2 separate regions of the Mus musculus genome follow, and region 2 is linked to region 1. Evidence: chromatin contacts called from public promoter capture Hi-C data. All regions are on one chromosome and are shown on one strand. The core of a region is the stretch at or near the end of the contact, and the rest is flanking DNA. Distances in the headings are between cores, read along the strand shown.

Region 1 (7,970 bases), core at 3,089-5,588:
ATGAGAGAGAGTATAAAAGGAGTGAGAGGCCCAGGGTTCGGGGGAGATATAAACAAGAAGAATCAGGACTGAATAAACTGCTGTTAGAAGGACTGGTGGTCGCGTCGTTCTTGCTGGTCGAGAGCGGGCGCGACATGTCATGTGTACAATTTGAATGCATTTATTTCTCCTACAAAAAGCACATAAGAACAGTCACCTTACTGCTTCCTAGGTAGTCAGACTGTGTGTGTGTGTGTGTGTACACGCACGTGTATTTTTGTGTGTTCTGAATACATAGTGATTTTCTTTGTGTCCCAGAGGGCAATCCCATGCGTAAACATGGAAATGTCCCATCTACAGCATGAATGTTTCTGATTCCACTACCTAGGAAAGATTAGGGGTAGATTAGGGATCTGTGCAAACAGGTTGCTGGCTAGAAGATACAGATTTTTGTAATTGTAGCACTTCTTGCTCCCAGACTGGTTTCTCCCACACCCTCCCCCTACACCCTGGGAACTATGAAACCAGTGATAAGACCCAGCTCTGACTGGACAGTTGAGGAAGCCTTTCTTCTGGGCTAAGAATACAAGAAGCGAAGGTCTAGGGAGCTGGCCCAGGGGATACAGCACCTGCCGTGCACACAGAACTGGAACTCGGGTTCCCACAACCCACCTAAGAAGCTGGGCATACTGCCAAAGCTCAGGAGGCAGAGGCAGAGGATGCTCCAGAAAGCTGGCTGGTACCCAGTCCATAACCTCCGGGTTCAGAGAGAGACCCTGCCTCGGTAATAAAGTGGAGAGAGGCTGTAGAGGGGGCCCAGTATGGCCTTGTAGCCTCCCTCCACTCTCAGAAGTGCACACATCCAAAGATGCACATACACAGAATATGGGACATGGGCGATGAACTCAAAAATCAGCTTTACAATCTTTAGCCAGAGGTTATAGGACTTTAATAAATAAAGTGAAGGAGAGGGGTAAGATTTATTTATTTATTTTATATATGTGAGTCCACTATAGCTATACAGATGGTTGTGAGCCTTCATACGGTTGTTGAGGATTGAATTTTTAGGACATCTGCGGCTCCGGTCAGCCCCACTCACTCGGGTCACTTCAGTCCCTGCTTGCTCTGGCCTAAAGATTTATTTATTATTATACATAAGTACACTGTAGCTGACTTCAGACATACCAGAAGAGGGCATCAGATCTCATTACAGGTGGTTGTGAGCCACTGTCTGGTTGCTGGGATGTGAACTCAGGACCTTCGGAAGAGCATTCAGTGCTCTTACTCACTGAGCCATCTCGCCAGCCCCTCCTTTTATGGTTCTTTCCAATCACTTTGGTGGCAACTCTCAGCTCTTTGGTTAGGGGAGGTTATGTATCCACATACAGGTGGGGAGCTAGAAGTTGTCTGATATCACTCTGCAGCCATCTTTGTTGGCCCAATCAGTTTGGCCAGCCTGCTGAAGCTAGATGTGTGGTTTGTATATGCTTGGCCCAGGAAGGGAGTGGCACTATTGGGAGGTGTGGCCTTGTTGGAGTAGGTGTGTCACTGTGGGTGTGGGCTTTGAGACCCTCATCCTAGCTGCCTGGAAGCCAGTCTTCTCCTGGCAGCCTTCAGAACAAGATGTAGAACTCTCAGCTCCTCCTGCAGCATGCCTGCCTGGATGCTGCCATGTTCCTGCCATGAAGATAATGGACTGAACCTCTGAACCTGTAAGCCAACCCCAGTTAAATGTTGTCCTTATAAGAGTTGTTTTATTCATGGTGTCTGCTCAACTTAAGTAAGACACTGGATGAACTAACCCCCAAGCTACAGTTTGAGCAGAGTAGGAAGTTAACTAGGAAGCACAGCTGAGTACAGCACGCAGAATCCTATTCCACATGCTCCCAACCCCATGGCCAGAGAGACACTTGGTGAAGGACCATGGCGTATAACTCTGCTCAAGGCAGTATAAAAAGGGAGATGACATGAAAGGGACATGAGAGAGCAAAGAAGCCTCTCACCATGGGACATAGTTTGCCTTCAGGGGTGGTGATAATGTTTAGATGATGGTGATGATGGTGGTGGTGATGGTGGTGGTGATGGTGATAATACTTAGATGATGATGGTGGTGGTGATGGTGGTGATGGTGATAATGATGGTGGTGGTGAGGAGGAGGAGGATGGAGCTAGGCATGGTGGCTGATACCTATAATTCCAGCCCTTGGGAGAATAAAGCTGGAAGACTGAGTTTGAGTTCAACCTGGAGTACATAGTGGGTTCAAGGCTAGCCTGGTCTACAGAATATGACCCTGTCTCAAAACAGGTAAAATAAGAGTAAGTAGAGGACTGGGGGTATGGCTCAGTGACAGAGTGGCTCCGTAGCATGTGGGAGGCCATGGCTTCAGCCCCCAGTGCAGTCTGTGGTGTAAGAAGCCGAGACGGCGACTCACTGCTGCTGGCAGCGCACAGAGTGTTCTTTCAAACATCTCTACACAGGTGAGTCTGGGGTTCCTGGCTTTACCACAAAACAGAACTTCGGGACAAATCTACGTGAAGCTGCAACATCTGGTGTTCACTGTCAGCTCGACAAAGTCTAGAATGTCCTGGGAGACAGGCCTCTGGGATTATCTTATGTGAGAAGATGGGTGTTAATCGTGGGTGGACCATTACCTCGATGGAGGACCTGGAACTGTGTACAGCGAGAGCAGGGGCTGAGCAGCAGCAGCACACACCATTGCTTTCTTCTGACTATGGGCGACCAGCTGCTTCAGTTTCCTCCTGCCTTGACTTCCCCGCCATGGCGGACTGCACCCCTGGTCCATGTTGCCTTGACTTCCCCACCATGGCAGACTGCACCCCTGCACCGTGCTCCCTTGACTTCCCCACCATGGCAGACTGCACCCCTGCACCGTGCTCCCTTGACTTCCCCGCCATGGCAGACTGCACCCCTGCACCGTGCTCCCTTGACTTCCCCACCATGGCAGACTGCACCCCTGCACCGTGCTCCCTTGACTTCCCCACCATGGCAGACTGCACCCCTGCACCGTGCTCCCTTGACTTCCCCACCATGGCAGACTGCACCCCTGCACTGTGAGCTAAAATAAACCCTTTCTCCCTTAAGTGGCTTTTGTCAGAGAGTTTCGTCACAGCAACGGGAAGAGAAGTGGAGGCAGAAGCAGATATGGAGTTTACTAGACTATGGAAGGGTGCACTCGGGGACGGGGGACAGGTATCCTGTGCACCGCTGCTGCTTCCCCAGAGAGAGTCTCACGTGCTGTCTTTACAGCAGCACCTATATTGTCTGGGTGACTCCTGAAGTTGCAACTCAGAGGAGATCCTTGGAGACCCCTGCTGTGCACTGGATTGCAGTTGACCTGGCAAAACCTCGGGTCCTGGTCAGGGCTGCAGAGGAAGTCACATTCTGACTGTAAATCAAAGTTTACAGTCTTCTTCTTGAGCTTCCCAGAAAATCAATGGCTTGCATCTGGGAAAGGAATAAGCTATTTATGCTTAGGCCTTAAGCTTGCTGCATTACTGTTTTAGCTTTTCTTGCTTTAAATACCTCTGTATGACAGGAATATGGTCTCTGTGTAGGCCTTCTTCCCAGCAAGTGTTGCTTCTTGTACTAGAATTCGTGTGTGTGTGTGTGTCTGTGTGTGTGTGTGTGTGTGTGTATGTCTGTGTGTGTGTGTGTGTGTGTGTGTGTGTGTGTGTGTGTGTGTGTGCAAGTCTATGCACGTGCTGCCCGTGGAGACCACAGATCATAGTGGAATATCTTCCTTGCTCACTCCCCACCTTACTTTTGAGACAGACCTCTGCCGGAACCTGGGCTCTCCCGTCTGTCTGTCTCCCAGGGCTGGATGACAGGTACATTTGGGCACACCCAGCTTCTCACAGGAGTGCTGAGGAATGCACACTCTGCTCCTCGTTCTTCACACCAGCGCCTTCCCACTGAGCCACCTCCCGGCCCCCAGCTAGAACTCTTGACTGCTGGAGGAACTTCAAATAGACTCTGGGGGAGGGGCTCCCTTTTCTTCTATAGCCATTTAATTTTCCCCGACTTTCTGTCCTGCCTCAAAACTGGGTGGGTGGGCACATTTCCTCTGATTGTGACCATCATCTAAAGGAGGGCCTTGGCAACCCCAAATCAGTAAGTCCTGTACATTTAAATTGTTTTGTTTTGTTTTGTTTTGTTTTTTTCCAGTTGTGAGTGGCAATATCCCACAGTGTTCCATCAGGTCCTCCCTGGGCCAGGGACACTCGTGCATCCTTAGGACCCTGTAGTCAGGTGACTTTTGTAATGCATTAAGGACTCCATCCGAGAATGAGCCCAGGGCCTCAGCTCATTACTGCAGCTCTCTCCAGCCAAGGAGACAACTGGGGCTGAAAATAATGAGCTGCGCAGCCAGGCTTTGTCCTCCCACGGGCTCTGGTAACCAAGACAGTTTCTGGAAGCAAATAAAACAGACTTTTTTTTTCCCTTCTGTATTACAATGAAATCAGTTTTCCTCAGTTTCCTCCAAGGTAGGATGTTAATGGTGGACAGCTAGGTTCATGGGGGCCGGCACACAGTTAGGGAAACAAGGAAGCCATTTTGCTCATTTGCTCATTCAAATCCCTTCCAGCTAACACTGTCTGAGGTTGCCCGAAACCTGCAAGCTTGTTCCTCTGAGGTTTATCAGCCAGGATGCCCGCACCACGTTCTTCATCTCACTGTGGCTGCTCCTAACAGTAGAGCGGGCTTTGACGATGAACTCTGAGCTTTGGGCTGTCTCTGGAATCCTGGACCAGGAGGGAGAAGTCCTTGAGACCCAGTGCCAGAGCTGAGCCTAACAGGAGCCTCTCAGCAGCCTCGGCTTGTCCACTGGCTTCTTAAGTTTATGAAAGCTGTCAGAGATGTGGTGAACAGCAAGCCTCCATTCTACAACCCAAAACCAGGGAAGATGTTTGCACAGTAATTTCGAGCAAGTGTTACCAGCCCAGGTTATCACCCTGTCAAGATGCTTGGCTCTAAAAGTTAAAAAAACAAAAAGCATCATTTAAAAATCCATAAGACTAGGAAGGGGTTACCATTAAAAAGCATTCCTATCAGGGATCATTAAAAATGGACAATTTAATTTGCATTTTGAAAGACTCAAAGGAAAGATAAATCTCCCAGGATGACTAATGGGGAAGTTCGATAGTACAAATTATTATCTTTTGTCTTAGCGGAGACCATGAGATACAATGAAATTCAAAAGAAAAATGAAACCGATTGCAAAGGAATCCTATGAAAGATTTAGCGCAGTGCGGTAGAACACAATGAGGCAACCGTCCCTCCAAGGGAACTTCAAACTGATTTTTAAAATTCACACATAAAAAAACGGAAGGGCTAGGAGTGTAGCTCAGTTGGTACAGTTCCACCCAAAGCTGCATAATCCAGGCGCTTTGGCGCATGCTGGAGAAGTCCCGGAGAAGAGGCGCCTTGGCCCCAGAGGAGCTCCTTAAACCACCTGGTCTTCAGCTCGTTGCGCAGCAACTGTTCAAGCGCAGGCTCCGGAGCGGTTCTCCAGGTGGGACCCGGGCCCTGCTGCTCCACAACCATTCTGAGAAGCAAGACCTTAGTCTCCCAGGACAAGTCTTTTTTTTTTTTTTTTTTTTTTTCTTCCTTTTTGGTTTTTCGAGACAGGGTTTCTCTGTGTAGCCCTGGCTGTCCTGGAACTCACTCTGTAGACCAGGCTGGCCTCGAACTCAGAAATCTGCCTGCCTCTGCCTCCCGAGTGCTGGGATAAACGGGTGCGCCACCACGCCCGGCAAGTATTTTTTCTTAATCTCACCCAGAGAGAGAGAGAAAAAAAAAAGCCCTTTTGGATCATCTGAAATTTAGTTATGCAAATACATCGAGATGGAGGGGAATAAACTCAATGAATTGCTTTTGGAGAAATGTGCCTAGGGTGGGAGATAAGACCAGAAATAACAGACTGCAGGCTTTAGAGTGGGTGGAGTTGTCTTGGATTGGAAAAGAAACAAGATGGCGGTGTGTGCTGGGGCAGGGGTGGGTGGCACTGGCTTCATCCTCGGTCCTTCTCAGTCCTCCAGGATCATTAAGATGTTCCGTGGGAAGCTGGGCGTGGTAGTGCACGCCTGTGTGTATGTATATATGTATGCGTGTGTGTACATCTCTCTGTGTGTGGATATATATGTTGTGAATGTGTGTGTTTCTGTGTGTATGTGTGTGTGTATCTGTGTGTATGTGTAAAGTGTGTATGAATGTTTGGTTCTCTCTGAGTATATGTGTGTATGTAAGTATATGAATGTGTATGTTAATATATATGTATGTATGTGTCTGTATCTGTGTGTGAATGTGTGTTTCTCTCTGTGTATGTATATGCTTGTATGTCTGTGAGTATATGTCTATGTATGTATGTGTGTCTGTGTGTGTGTCTATATGTATATGTCTGTATGAGTGTATGTTTATGTTTGTGTGTGCCTGTGTGTATATATCTGTGTGTGTGTCTGTGTCTGTGTGTCTGTGTATATGTCTCTGTGTGTGTATATGTCTGTGTGTGTGTGTGTGAGTGTGTGTGTGTATGTCTCTCTGTGTATATGTCTGTGTGTGTGTGAGTGTGTGTGTGTGTGTGTATGTGTGAGTCTGTCTGTCTGTCTGTCTAAGGCCAGGTGAGTTCTACAGCAGGCAGCACAGTAGTACACAAACAACCAGCAACACTACAAAAGGTCAGTCAGGTGACATCACAGTCACAACAAAGAACATCTGGACCAGATAAAATCCTACAGGATGTTGAGCTCCAGCACTACAAGAATGTTATACATTCTCCTTGGATAAAGAAGAGTCTCAAAAGGTGCCTGCCCTCCAAATACAAAGACACACTGAAAGAAAAGACAGAGGCAAATTCAAATGAATATGTGTTCAAGAGTAAAAAAGATAGGGGGCCAGGCCTTAAATCCCAGCACTTGGGAAGCAGAGACAGGCGGATTTCTGAGTTCGAGGCCAGCCTGGTCTACAGAGTGAGTTCCAGGACAGCCAGGGCTACACAGAGAAACCCTGTCTCGAAAAACAAAAAACAAAAACCAAAAACAAGAAAGAAAGAGAGAGAGAGAAAGAGAGAGAGAGAGAGAAGGAAGGAAGGAAGGAAGGAAGGAAGGAAGGAAGGAAGGAAGGAAGGAAGGAAGGAAGGGGTAAGAGGTAGAGCAAAGTAGACAGTGACCAATGGGAAGCCCAGCTAATTACAAGCTGGAAATGAACACACGCCAAGTACCCAAGACGAAATCTCTGGACATTGCTCTCAGAGTGAGTTGTATCAAATAAACAAAGGAACAATAAAAACTTACCACCAAACAATACTTTGTTTCCTTTTTGCCAGCCTGGAGCTAGACCCCAGGGCCTCACATATGCTAGGAAAGGACTCTACCACAAGCCAGAGCCCTCAGCGCTCAAACTTTGCCAGGGCAAACTTAGAATGAAATGCCGGAGAGATGGCTTAGAGGTTAAAAGTGTGCACTGCTCTTGCAGAGGACCCAGTTTGGTCCCACACTAGGTGGCTCATGATGGCCTGTACCTCTAGATCCAGAGGATCTAACACCCTTTTCTGGCCTCCAAGGGCACCTACATCCACTTACAAACATTCACACACACACACGCACACACACACACACACACACACACAGGGGCACACACATACATACACATAATTCAAAATTAAATTTAAAATGTTTGAGGTAGAATTAACAAATAGCTTTATAGCTGGCTGTGGTGTTATATGCCTGTAGTCCCAGCACTTGAGACATAGTAGCAGGTCATCCAGAGTTCACAGTCATCCTCAGCTACACAGTGAGCAGTGGGTTCCCAGAAAGAAGAGCCACTGCTCCTACTGAGCCTGCTGACTGCTAATCGGATCCCAGGGGTTGCAAACCATTTGAAATGTTGCAAGTCAACAGCCAATTTGTCTCGGGACTTCTTCAGCTCTCTTAACAGCCATGTATTGCCATCCTCTGTGTGTGAGCTACCATATT
Region 2 (7,970 bases), core at 2,391-4,890, 420 kb after region 1:
GGACTCCTATATACCTGTATCACATGCTACATACACATGTGCACACAACATACTTTTATACCAAAGAATTTTATAAGCAAAAAGCTAATTCTTTTAGATCCCTCAACCCCAAACAGGGTTTCTTTGTATAACTTACCTAACCATCCTAGAACTAGCTGTGTAGACCAGGCTAGCCTCGAACTCAGAGATCCACCTGCCTCTGCCTCCCTAGTGCTGGGATTAAGATCTGAGCCACCGCTTGCCTGGCTTGCATAAAGCTAATTCTTTTGCTCCATGATTTAATGGAAATTCAAAGCACTAGATAGGTCCCTCCCACCTCCAACTAAACTTTTTTCACTGGAACCAACATGGCAAAACAGTGAATGTTCCTGAAGAAGGCAGGAAGGACATAACAGCCACACTCATCTACTGCAGTCAGCTCAGAACGTGTTTTTTCAAGACAGCTACACTCCAAAGACCAACCAGGCTATCCTCGAACTCCGAGATCTGCCTGGCTCTGTGTCCTGGGACTAAAGGCACCTGGCCGGGTCTTACTTTCTAGTTCTCTCACAGACTACAAAATAACCCAAAGAGGAAAGAAAATCCTTAGAAAACCTCATCAAAACAGTCAGGTATACAGCCTTCAACTCCTCACCAAAGATCATTAGAGTCGTCAATCAATCACAGCCACTGAGTGAAAAAATCATTCATCTTATATTTCTTTCTTCAGCAAACACAATCTAAAACAAAATGATATATATTATTTGCAAAGGCAGGGCGAAGACCTGGGTTCTAATCACTGTATGTCATCTAAAATGCTACCTTACCTTGGTCCGTTCAAATACTCTCTCATTCACAAAGCTATAAAACGGTATCTTCTCTTCATCAGTACCAGTAATAGTCAACAGATATAAAGTGATTACAGGCCATAAAGTCTTTATTCTAAAGCATTCCTGAATTCTGCTTTTTTTTCCCTCGGGCTGTCTGAATCTGCACTTCTGCCTTGCCAAACTTTGTGCACTTCTTCTGAGACAGTGTCTCAGCATTAACCTTGGCTGGCCTAGAACTCTCTAAGATAACCCAGGCTGGCCTTGAACTCTCTAAGATAACCCAGGCTGGCCTTGAACTGACAGAGATCCAGGAGGCCTCCACCTCCTGAGCGTTGGGATTGAAGACAGCCACTACCACACCCGACTTGTCAAACTAACCCAGTTCCTCCTAAACCCGAGCCAGGACGGACAGGGAGTTCATAAGCACAGCAGCAATAGGGAATGCCTCTCTCTTCCTCTCCAGTTTTACCCTAGAAAGAGTCAAGGCCAGATCTGCCTTTCATGTAATCCTCAAAACAGCTCCCAGGGAGCTGCAGCTCCTGACTCCAAGTTGAAAATAAACGCGCTGGTTTTTCTTTTCTGGAGGGAAGGGAAGGAAGGAACAGTCTCCAATAATACACCAAAAATGTATCATATGGTTTGAAGACATACACAGGGGCGGGTACGACTGTGGGAAGCCACTTTTCCTCCTCTGAGGAACCAGAACAGACAAAAAAAATTAATACTAGTAAAAAAAGGTTATCGTCTTCACACCAAAAAGCAAAATTAAAACATCTTCCTTTCAAGAACACGTATGAAATACACTTTTTGGGTAAAGTTATTGAATTTTTCTTTTTCCCAAAATGAAGATTTTTTGGCCCATTCTTTAAAACAAACAGAAGCAGAATCCAGCTGGGAACCACTTGGTACTGACCCCACACACTGCCACATTAAGTATCTTTTCAAACACTTTCTTTTACAAAGGTTGGGGCTAGTGAAGAGGCTTCAGGGTGGAGCCAGGTAAATCACTATAGCAGCCAGAATGAAGAAAACGTGAAGAAATGTGCCACGAGGTCCTTCTGGCCACAGGTAAGAAACTGTCACCCAGTTGACCCTGATGTCTTGTCTCTGAAGTCAAACCAAGGCAAGAGTTGCAGGAGGCCTGGGGTGACTTTCAACTAGCGGCCAGCACCATCAAGTTTTAGAACGCAGGCAAGGTGAGACTCAGGAATACTTTGAGAGCACTTTTCCAGTGACACTTCTCAATTCCAACTTTATTATCCCTTAAAAATGACTCAAGTTCTAGTGGCCACTGAAGTGGTAACTTTGAATTCCTATTTTTCCAGAGTTCAAAACCGGGGCCAAGAAAACCATTTTCCTTACGTGGTATGGAAAGAAAAAAGAAGAAGAAAAGAGGGATAGGAACTATTTTCAGAAGTGGCAGAAGCAGTAAGAGGCAAGCAAGGTCCATGCGGCTCAACCCTGAAGCCAGAGAGAAGGCGCCTGCTGCATCTATAAACTGATAACCTTGGATATTCTGAGGTGTTTTGTTTTTTTTTTGTTGTTGTTGATTTTTGTTTGTTTTTTTTTAAGCAAAACTCTTCCGTTCACTTCCTTGGGAAAGCAAAACTTTGACTGGTCTTGCTATCTTAATCGCAATCATTATGTCTGTATTTATTATATACGCTCACAAACTTTACAAGTTTGAACAGACAAGTGATTGTTTTTCAAAGTGCAGAAAACCATCCTCAATAGCAAAAAAAAAGTTCGTGCATCCATATAAACTTGAAATTCAACTCCGTCCCCTCACCGCCCCCTTCCCCTCCGAAGAAAAAGTCACTGGCAGGCTAAGAAGATACAAAGTGTGCACCAAGAAGCCCGCTAGCACACAGTTCCTCTGGATGCCAACCGGTCTCAAAGTGAAAGTCCAGCAGCGGAGTCCTGGCACCCGAGGGATGAACCTGGGCTCTGCACACCAGGGCGCTCGCGGAGGTGTGGGTTCCGCCTCCCGAGTTTGCAACCTCGCACTTTCCGCACCAGAACTACAGGCTCCGATGCGAGGTTACATCTTCCTGCACCCCGCCCTGCGGCCCGCCCGGACTGTGACCAGCCGGGGCGCGCTCCCGCCCTGCGCTCGGGTCTCCCGCTTGAGGGGTCTGGGGAGGGACTTTTGCTAACTGAGGACGGACCCCAGAGTGCCGCTATCCCTGTCCCAGGCCCACATAGGGCCCAGGCACCAAAGCGGGGCCTCCAAGGACACTAGTTCAGACTCCTGCCCGGGATGGGCGCTCGGCCTGCGCGTCGGACTTGGGGAGCGCAAAGCTCCTGCACCCCACCTCGGCCCCAGGCCGCAGACCCCAAAGCCCCTCCACGTGCATACACCCGAGATCCCCGCCGCCCGAGTCGGCGAAGATCCCGGAGAAGCGGGCCCGGCTGGTTGGGGGGAGGGGGGGCGTGTTGACACCGCCAAGTTGCCCGCTTCCGCCCTGGCCGCAGCCCGACCGGGCCACCCCAACCTACCTGCATGCCCGGCAGGCCCGACTGCACCGGGGAGTGGGCCATGGCGCTCGGCGCCGCCACTTCCTGGCCCGGGACGCGCGGAGCCGCGCGGCGAGCAGGCCCGGGGCCGCGCGCAGCCCTCGGGTGGCGGGGCGGGCTCTGGAGCCCGAGGCCACCGCACCCCGGGGACGGTCTCAACGAAGGTTGGCGGGCCGCGGCCCCATACACTGAGCCTGGGGCGGGCAGTGGGGGGCGCGGGGGACGTCTCGAGACTGCGGCTGCTTCTCCAGGGATCCCGTCGCTGCGCCGCCGCGGTGCTCAGGTCGAGCCGGGCGGCCTGGGCCCGCGAGCGCTGGCCGCCTGGAGCCGAGTGGGCGCGCACAGTCCGCCGCGCCCCGCCCCGGCCCGGCCCCCGCGCCCGCCCCCGCGGCCCGGCCGGGGACCCCGCCCCGCGCTTCCGGGAGGGGGAGGGGGAGGGGAGGAGCCGCCGGGCGCCCTAGGCCGCAGTCGCGCCTCCCTGCGGGCGCGCAGGCGGGGTCCCCGGGGCCCGGCGGGCAGGCGGGCGCTCTCGGGTGCTGTGCGCCGGGGTCCTTCGGAACCGCGGGGTGGGCCTCGCGCGCGGAAGAGAGCTGAGTTTGGGGGAGCGAAGAGCACCGCCCACTCCTACCCTTCCCTCTCCACCCGCCCTGGCCCTCCAGAGGCCAGAGTCTGCACTCGGGGTGTCCCCAGAGGGGCCTAGCCTGGGGCCTATTCCAAAAGCCCCGGCCGGAGCGTCCTCACTGTACGAAGTTTCCAGCCAGATCAAGGAAGAAACCCCAAGGGTAGAGAGGGCGGTTTGTGTGCACTGCCTTGGGTACTGAACTCAGCCTCGCCTGGGCCGCCGGCTGTGGAAACTTAGCTGGACAGAGGAAGGGCTGGGCCCCGCCATCTCTGCGCTGCGCACAAGAAGGGAAAAGTGGGGTGCGGAGGGGTGCTGGAGGAAGGGAAGACAATAGAAGGAAACCGCGTCCCGACTCTTACCCAGCCCTCCCCTCGCTTCACTGCTCCTAAGGCCGTAGGCCCTCTCTGGGCACCAGCTCTGCCCTCCTCCTAAGCTGCCGCTTCTGCAGCAAACAAGGAAGGATGGAGTGAATCCATGCGGTTCCAGGAAGTACTTTATTTACAAGTGGCAAATAGGAAGTGGTCTAAGAGTCAGAATCGCTGTGTCTCTCGCCATAGGGACCCTGAGGCCTCATTCAGGAGTGCCCGCTTTGCCCCACAGCTGTGCAAGGTTAACCATACAAAATGAGTCCCCAAGAGTTCAGAAATAGAGGACGCATAAATCCTCGACTAAGGTAGAGAAGAGATTATTCTCTGAGGTGTCCTTGTATTCCAAGAACACAGGCTCCCTCTGGGTCCTGCATCAGAAGTTAAAGTAAGCCGAATACCCTTTGGAAACCTAGCCTAGGAGACCTCCAGGATGCTAAGATGTATTAGAAGGCTTGCATGATTACTCCTGGTCACCTGACTGAGATGCGTTGCCACTTCTAAAGAGTAAACTGAAAACATTAAAAGTATGAACCCATATAACCAAGAGTTTATGTGTTCCCTAAGCAGAAGAAACCTAAAAAGAAAAGAAAAAAAAATGGAGTACTTAATGAATACAAGGGAAAATGATCAAGACCATGAATCTTGAAAAGGCATATATTATTCAACCTCAAATTCTACCTAGAATAACATGAAAGAATGACCAGAAATACAGGAGTCTCTACCAAGAGGCAGCGACTTTCAGCCTTGGAAATGTCTGATTACATAAAGAGTACTTTCTTACTACTACTACTTCACCAGGTGTGGTGGCACAAGCCTTTAACCCCAGCATTTGGGAGGCAGAAGCGGGCAGATCTCTGTGAGTTCAAGGCCAGCCTGGTCTATATAGTTCCAGGACAACCAGGGTTATACAGGGAGACACTTTCTAAAGAACATGACCCCCCCCCCAAAAAAAAAAAAGAAGAAAAGATATTTTAGTAGGTCATGTTTAGTAATTGTGATAATGTCCCTCAGAGGCTCATGTATCTGAACACTTGCTCCCCAGTGGGTGAGTGCTATTTGGGGAGGTATAAGCAACCCAGCCTTGCTGGAGGAAGAATTCCTGGTGGGAGTGATGGTGAGCTTTGATGTTTCAAAGCCTTGCCCAGTGCTCTTCTCTATGCTTGGTGCTTATGGTTCAAGACCTGAGCAATCAACTTCCTATGCTGCTGTCATGCCTGCCAAGCTCCCCTGCCACCACTGACTCTAGACCCTCTGGAGCAATTCACCCAAATAGATACTTTGTTATAAAAGCTGCCTTTGTCCTGGTGCTTTGTCACAGCAGCTAGGGAGATGTAACTAATGCAGTAATGTAGAAAGATAGTTTTATTACATAGTGTCAGGAAAATATAGGATACAAAACAATAATATGTAATCTGAAGTCCTAACACTAGGAGGTAGAAACAGGAAAATCAGGAGTTCAAGGCCAGTTTCTCCTACATACTGAGATACAGACCAATCTGGGCTAGGTGAGACCAAAAATAATAAATAGGTAAATAAAAAATAAAAAGGGTAGACTGATCACAAGCTACTGGAATTATACATCTATGCACAGAAAAAAAAGTCCAGCTATACACCAGGATTTAGCAGTGATTATTATTCCTGGACTTAAAAATGGTTTCTTCAGTCTCTGCTAACCTCCACCTATGAAGACACCATGCTAAAATGTGTGCTTAGGATCAGCACAGTCAAACCAATAGCATGACTGAGGACGAAGAGAAAGGGGACAATCAGAAGTGTTGGAGAACTGTTCTTTGACCAATAAACTACAGAAAACTTGTAACTGGCTTTGTTGAGCTAATTTTCAGTATCGAGGCCACAGAGACTGAAGTGCAACATGACATAATTTACAAAGCTAATCAGTATCTCCTTTTATACCCTAACACAACATCTCCTTTTGTACCCCAACACAGATGAGGATCAGAACTTGTCACTTCCAACAGGAACTGAGTTATCCGGACACCGCGACTGGCTTTTGGGAGCTGGCTCTCTCCTTCCTCGTACCCTTCTTGTTCCCTCGCTGACTGAAGCTCTCTCCTTCCTCTTACCCTTCTTGTTCCCTCACTGGGTGAACTTTACTTCTTAGACCGTGTTGAGTACTGTGCCTGTGGAAAGAGAGGAAGTCACACAGGAGTTACTGGTTCGGCTGCATCCTTTATTGGTATTACCCAACATTCCTAGGCCAGTTGATCCCTCCTTTCCTTGTTTTCCCAGAGCAAAGATGATTGACAGGACAAAAGTGCAGAATCAGATCCTGCCCAATGGCTAATTATATTCATTCATTCATTCGTTCATTCACACATTCACTCATACCTGTTTTAAATAACAACTACATGTCAAGCCTACAGTACAGGCTTGGGCATGCAAACACTGGACCCTGGGTGCTTCCCTAATGCCATCCTACAGACCAGTGTCACTAGATTCTAATTTTGGAAGTGTACAATACAAAACTTGGGGTTATAATAGCTGCCTTTGCAGCTGAGCGGGGAAAAGGATTTCTCTGCCTCCTGTTACCATTTTCTGCACCTCCAATACATGATTATGACAGATTGTAAACTCATAATTCCAAAAGGAGAGACTGTGAGGGGGATCCATAAAGATTATACTTATTTCCGGTCTCCATGGATACACTAATACATCAAATTATTTTCATCCCCTTCTTTGCCTTTTGTGTCACTTAAAGACATGAGTTGAGCAACGAATTGTGCTCTTGACATATATTCTGGGCCACACAGGACATGACTATATTCCTATACAGAGCCTCTTCCGCACAAGGAGCCCCCGTTTATCAGTCACCCCTAAGCCAATTCTGAACTCTGCCAAGCTTGAGGAGTACAGCAGAAATCAGGAGTTCAGTACTCAGTCCCGCCCTTGTCTTCCTGAGTCAGAAAGACAAACATCCCTAAACACCACTAGACACCAGGGTATTAGCAATTTAAATGCACAGATTAAAGACAGGGACTTTCACGGCAAACTCTAAGGAGAAAAATATGAATAGATTGGTAACTAACAAACAGCAACTTGATAAAGTCTACATGTCTAGTAGCTGGCCCCAAATTATCAGCATCTGTACAAAGAAGCACCTGTCTTTGTCGGGTGACAGACAAGGATGCTACACCAGTTACATAGAAGAATGGTGTGAGTAAAGCATCACACAGTGGCCAAGGAGGCTCTTACAGGACATCACTAGGGTCACCTTTATTCACACCCCACATCAGTCTGTCAGGACCGCCACCACAGAACATCAGCACACTACAGAGGTGGTGCCGGAAGCTGGGAGCCACAGGTCGAGGTATCGGCTTCTATGGCTTGCAGCTGACAATCACCCCCCACCTTCCGGCTGAATATGCTTATCCCTATCTCCCTTTCCAGAAGGACACCAATCAGAGCAGATTAAGTTTATCCTAACACCCTCATCTTACCTTCCTTCCTTAAAGACCCCCATCTACAAATCCAGCCACAGTTCTGGGTGGTTTTCTGGGTGTCGAGGGTTAGGACTTACATTCTGAATTGCAAGAGAAGGGTAAAACTTGACACAGGCTCTCTCCTCTTACCAGCCCTCTTCCAGGGTTCCTCCCATCTTAGCTAGTTGAACAAGCCAGCATCCTCTCTTTGAGG

The links. Promoter capture Hi-C pulls out the DNA fragments that hold promoters and counts their contacts.
Region 2: a promoter capture Hi-C map of hippocampal neurons shows a contact between it and region 1, with 2.4 times the contacts expected there. The contact joins the promoter of Stk24 here to the enhancer-like site in region 1. A contact is called at or near these places in 7 of 39 promoter capture datasets (the 3T3-L1 cell line, cranial neural crest, embryonic stem cells and 3 more), 3 of 115 datasets of contacts at active chromatin or transcription factors (all in embryonic stem cells) and 1 of 9 other capture datasets (embryonic stem cells).

The regions. Positions count from the first base shown.
Region 1 is chr14:120,956,858-120,964,827 of GRCm38.p6, forward strand. No RefSeq gene overlaps it. Among named protein-coding and RNA genes, the nearest start is that of Ipo5, 50 kb to the left of the region's middle. Within about 2 kb of position 4,339, at least 25 of the 459 cell types and tissues checked have an H3K27ac peak or open chromatin away from gene starts, as enhancers often do. A contact at or near this core is called in hippocampal neurons, where this site is marked.
Region 2 is chr14:121,375,590-121,383,559 of GRCm38.p6, forward strand. Stk24 (serine/threonine kinase 24) reads right to left here and starts at 3,641. Exons shown (of 11, transcript NM_145465.2): 1 at 3,309-3,641. The coding sequence starts at 3,350.